2 separate regions of the Hordeum vulgare genome follow, and region 2 is linked to region 1. A link is a contact called in public Hi-C data. All regions are on one chromosome and are shown on one strand. The core of a region is the stretch at or near the end of the contact, and the rest is flanking DNA. Distances in the headings are between cores, read along the strand shown.

Region 1 (2,817 bases), core at 225-2,724:
CGAGGCGCATGGTAGGTCATCGTCGTCGTCCTCCGGCTCCCTCTCCTGCGATGCGGCGAAGCCGCTCGTTGCCATCAAGCCCGAGCCCCAGGATACACCGCTCCGTCAGCATAGCCGCAGTGGCAACCTCATCATAAACGAGGGCCGCCGCCAACCTTCCCCTCCCCGCAACCACCTTCACCTGGTCAAGCCATAGAAGGAGCCGACGGCGACCATCATGGTGAAGTAGGAGCACGAGGCCATGGTCGTCGACCTCGACGTCGGCCTCAAATGGTCGCGCGATGACTACGTGAGGCAGGAGATAGAGCGTCAGCGTCGCGCTGTGGAGGAGAACGCCGAGCGGCGCCACGATCGTGACGAGGGCGGCATCATCGTTCTCTCCGACAACGATGAGGAGGCGATCGCGCCGACCAAGCCCTCGGCATGAACTAGACCCGGGGCGGCGACTGCGGCATAGTTTTTTTTAAGATTTTATGTATGTTTTGAAATTTATATAAATATGAATGAGACCGTCTATAATTCGTCTAAAACAGGGTAATTTTCGTTGAATTCACACCGAATTTATGTTTGAAATCGACGGCAGGGGGTATCTTGAAGAAGACGCTATTTAAGGCCCCCATGATAAAATATCAACCCGTGACCTCGAGAAGACGCTATTTAAAGCCCTTGATGCCGCTAACGCATGATTGCCACTGTCTTCATGTGGATGACTGAGAGGATGCTTGGATACAAGAGACTAAAACTAGTCTGACAAAAACTAGTCTTTTTAAGAGGCTAAAGTTTCAAACACCCTGATTAAAGAGAGACTAAAACTAGTCTTGAGGCTAAAATCATTTAGTCAGGGGTACCCCTAGTAAAATATGCATTAGTCCTCTCTCTCTTCATTTAACTCCTCATGCAAGTTCTGGATTGGAGGGTTTAGAGGATAATAAATGCTCATTAACTTAAATAAATTAACAGTAACACGCCAGAAAAGGGATCTGCACATTTCAAAGTAAATTAAATGCAAGATTTCGACATGTTGAATTACTGCACATGGTGGTAACAGTTGACCGATTAACAACCCCACATGCAAGCAACGACAAGGAAAAATCTACAGATTCTTGTAGCATATCCATTCACATGAGCTAAGCGAGAGAGAGAGAAAAGAAAAAAACTAAGAGACAGAAATCCACTAAAAAGATAGCTAAGCGAGAGAGAGAAAAAAAGAACCATGCGGATAAAGTAAGTGACGGCCCATCGAAATAAAAACCTGTATACTGCCCTCGCGGCCCCACCTTTCCTGTCCCCACCAGTCAGCCTGAGAGCGTCGGCCCCGCACAGACAGCGTTTGCACCGACCCACCAAACGGAAGATTAACTTACCGCAAATGACACCGGGCCCCCACTTCATCACTAACCGGGACCCACCCGTCAGCCTCCCCCACTCCAACAGCCTAACCACCCTCCCGGCCCCATCCTACAAGATTGAGCGCAGCCCGCACGCGACCAGTTGAAATTAAAAGGGGAGCAAACCACTCGCGCAACACCACCAACCCCCCCACCCCCCTCGCCGCCGCCGCCGCCCTGACCGGCTCCGGCGCCATGGCCGCCGCCGGAGAGCGGCGCCTCCTCGTGGGCCTCCTCCTCCTGGCCCTGATGGTCTCCGCGCACTGCCTGGACGGCGGGGGCCACCACGGCCCGCGCCTGAAGCGGCGGCGCAAGAAGCGCGAGATCCACTCCCCCGTCAAGACGGTGGTGGTGGTGGTCATGGAGAACCGCAGCTTCGACCACGTCCTCGGCTGGCTGCGCGCCACCCGCCCCGACATCGACGGCCTCACCGGCAAGGAGTCGAACCGCCTCAACGCGTCCGACCCGTCCTCCCCGGAGATCTTCGTCACCGACAACGCCGGCTACGTCGACTCCGACCCCGGCCACGGCTTCGAGGACATCCGCGAGCAGATCTTCGGCTCCGCCGACACCTCCGCCGTCCCGCCCCCGATGTCGGGCTTCGCGCAGAACGCGCGCGGCATGGGCCTCGGCATGGCGCAGAACGTCATGAGCGGCTTCACGCCCGACTCGGTCCCCGTCTACGCCGCCCTCGCCGACGAGTTCGCCGTCTTCGACCGCTGGTTCGCGTCCGTGCCCACCTCCACCCAGCCCAACCGGCTCTTCGTCCACTCTGCCACCTCCCACGGGCTCACCTTCAACGCCCGCAAGGACCTCATCAACGGCTTCCCGCAGAAGACCATCTTCGACAGCCTCGAGGAGGACGGCCTCTCCTTCGGCATCTACTACCAGAACATCCCCGCCACGCTCTTCTACCAGAGCCTCCGCCGCCTCAAGCACCTCGTCAAGTTCCACCAGTACAGCCTCCGGTTCAAGCTCGACGCCGCCAGGGGCAAGCTGCCCAACTACGTCGTCATCGAGCAGAGGTACTTCGACTGCAAGGAGTTCCCGGCCAACGACGACCACCCCTCGCACGACGTCGCCAGGGGCCAGAGGTTCGTCAAGGAGGTCTACGAGACGCTGCGGGCGAGCCCTCAGTGGAACGAGACGGCTCTCATCATCACCTATGATGAGCATGGTGGCTTCTATGACCATGTCCCCACGCCCGTCACCACGCCCGTCGTTAAAGTGCCTCAGCCTGATGGGATTATTGGCCCTGACCCTTACTACTTCAAGTTTGACCGGCTTGGGGTGCGCGTGCCCAGCTTCCTCATCTCGCCCTGGATTGAGAAGGGCACCGGTGAGTTTCGCCCTTTATCTTCCAATTTAATGTCCATATAAGTGAAATTTATTGATTGGTTGATCAACACTAGCAGCAAATAGGAATATG
Region 2 (2,817 bases), core at 135-2,634, 66 kb after region 1:
TATGTACATATGCATGCTAACATGCAGTGTAACTTAACTTGGGTGTTCTATGGATCAATGGCAATCGTCACACATCAAGGCTACATCACCCTTGAGATGACGTCTGAGAAGACGACAGGAGCCGCCAAGAACGTACAACACTTCCGAGTCCCCTGGATTTACAAATCAGCCATTACACCATAGCAAAATAGATAGAATAACCAAATGACACAAATCTTTATGAGGTTATATACTATTGGCCCATCCTCGCCCAGTGGGCTGGGTCCGCCACTGGCCAAGCATCATATATGGTTCTACCATGAGTGTCAGATTGAAGGCAGAATGGATTTCATCTTAGACGATGCGACCGTGATATTCAATAGGTGCAACATTGTGGCATTTTTGCCGCTTAAAGGGAAAGATACCGCCATTACCGCTTAGGGGAGGATAAGGGCCATCGGTGTTCGTGGCTTTTAGTTCCAATTATGCGAGGTGTCACACAACAAAATAAAAAAACAATGAACAAAACAAACAAACAGAACTAAAATTCAAAATGCAAGGAAAGGGAGCCAACAACAGCATGTTATTGCTATGCCCTACCAGCATGTTTCGCTGCACGCACGAGGCACATGCAAGATCTGGGGATCAAATTTGGCCCATTGGTTGCATCGAACACTTGGAGAAAGAGACCAGCACGATCGTCAAAGCAGTCCTGAGCTTGTCCGTGGAAGAACGTTCGATCGGCAGTTTTCTCAGGCTCATTGTGTGCAGGGAGGGGGAACAACAACGGGCGAGCTCTTGCTGGCTAAACATTGGCGGGATTTATTTGGTCAAATTGCCTCGCCTATTTACCATGTTGATGGTGTTGTGGTAGATCGATACTTATGTGGCTGTATCAGTTTTCCGTGTTGGTTTTGTGAATTTCTGTGTGGCTGTAGTACATTAGATGATATTTTTGTCATGTGTAGTAAAAAACCTTGCAGGGGCACACATGCATGCAGCAACCCATACGGCCATCCTTTTTTTTTATCTTAAAACTTGAATTTATTGCATCTTGTAAACGGAAAGTCCAAATTAACTTCTGTTCGTATATTCGTGTTCGTTGCCACGAGTACCATGAGCATTATAGAGTTCAATTCATGGGTATTCTCTTCAATACCGATTATTTTTGGCAAAATATTATGTCGATAAACAGTTTGTATCATATCATGTATACGAAAAGAGGTTTACATGTTGTATACACATTTAGCCCATGGATTAGCCAATGCACCCGCTCTCTTTTCTTGGCAAAATGGATGGAGAACATGTTGTATTCTCCTTCACGTATTAGGCACATCCTAGCCCAATTCGATCTGGACGTGGGGCAATCGCATGGGGGTGCCCCTATGTCTCGCTGGAAAGCCTTATTTGCGAAGCGGTGTTGACGCTCTGTGCGAAGCCGTGTTGACGCGACGGGGTATCGGGCTGGCCCAGGTAGCGGGGCTTTCGTACACGGTTTGGGAATCTTCTAGAGGTTCTAGCCGGGTTTTTTCGGGTTTGGGAATCCTCTAGAAGGTTCCCTGAACCAGGTTTTTTTCTTTTTCATTTTTCTCTATTCTATTTTTCTGTTTTTGTTCCAAAAAAGTTCTGGATTTTTAAAAAATATTTATGTTTTTTCAAAAAAAGTTCTTGATTTTAAAAAATGATCTGTATCTTCCAAAATTTGTTCTTGCTTTCAAATATTTCCTTAAGATTCAATTTCTTTTCAGTTTCAAAAACAATTCTTAAGATTCAGAAAATGTTCGTGCTTTAATAAATTGTTTGCGCTTTCAAATTTGCTCAGGATTTTCAAAATTGTTCTCGGTTTTAAAATTTGTCCTCAAAATTCAAAAAGTGTTTGTGCTTTAAAATCTTGTTCGCGCTTTCAAATTTGTTCTCAGCTTCAACATTTGTTCTCAAGATTCAAAAAATGTTCATGCTTTAAAATATTGTTCGCGCTTGCAAATTTGTTCACAGTTGTTTTAAAATTTTCTCAGTTTCAAAATTTGTTCTCAAAATTCAAAAAATATTCGTGCTTTAAATTTTGTTCAGTGTTTTTTCAAAATTGTTCTCCTTTATATTTTTTTCTCAAGATTCAAAAAATGTTTGTGCTTTAAAAAATTGTTCGCTCTTCCAAATTTGTTCACTTTTTTTAATTATTCTCGGTTTAAAAATTTGTTCTCAAAATTTAAAAATTGTTCGCATTTCCAAATTTGTTCACGTTTTTTTAAAATTGTTCTTCAAATTCAAAAAATGTTTTTGCTTCAAATAAAAAAATAAAAGGAAAAAGGAAAGAAAATACGAACAAAAAAAACAGAGAAGAAAAAAGGTAACTGAAAAACAAATGGACCGGCCCAGTTGGGGTGCCCCCTTGTGCGGCGCACAGACTCCCTGCCGCAATGAGCGGCAGGTAGGAGCTCCCTGTCTCGCTTATAGCAAGACAAAGGGAATCGTGATCCCCTCACGTTAGGGTTTTGTGTCCTTCCGGTGGCGATTTTCGCCGCCGTTGAGAACCATTGCCGCCTACCTCCGCCGTTCTCACTCCCAACCTATCCCTGTTAGGGTGACACTCCGACTTGGTGCGGTGGAAGCGAGCCTGAGGTTTAGGGGTTTTACCGCAACCTGATCTGTTCTTTCTCGGGCTAGAGTTGTCAATGATGGCTTCGGACGAAGCTTCGGGATCAGCGACACGGATCGATGATGTTCAACTGCTATTGAAGGAATTGGGTCTGTGAGAAGAGGATCTAGACGATGTGATCTTCGATGAAAAGGAAGCATTGACGGAGGCGGCTCGATGGATGGCGTTGGCTAGGGTTAACT

What was found. Hi-C and Micro-C count contacts between places; a contact is called where the count stands out from the background.
Region 2: a Hi-C map of seedling shows a contact between it and region 1, with 4 times the contacts expected there. The contact joins the enhancer-like site here to the promoter of LOC123453130 in region 1. A contact is called at or near these places in 3 of 6 Hi-C or Micro-C datasets (leaf and seedling) and 1 of 1 datasets of contacts at active chromatin or transcription factors (embryo).

Annotation. Positions count from the first base shown.
Region 1 is chr5H:566,992,529-566,995,345 of MorexV3_pseudomolecules_assembly, forward strand. LOC123453130 (non-specific phospholipase C1) reads left to right here and starts at 1,475. Exons shown (of 3, transcript XM_045129897.1): 1 at 1,475-2,727. The coding sequence starts at 1,584.
Region 2 is chr5H:567,059,102-567,061,918 of MorexV3_pseudomolecules_assembly, forward strand. No RefSeq gene overlaps it. Among protein-coding and RNA genes, the nearest start is that of LOC123399291, 29 kb to the right of the region's middle. Within about 2 kb of position 1,385, at least 1 of the 3 cell types and tissues checked has open chromatin away from gene starts, as enhancers often do. A contact at or near this core is called in seedling, where this site is marked.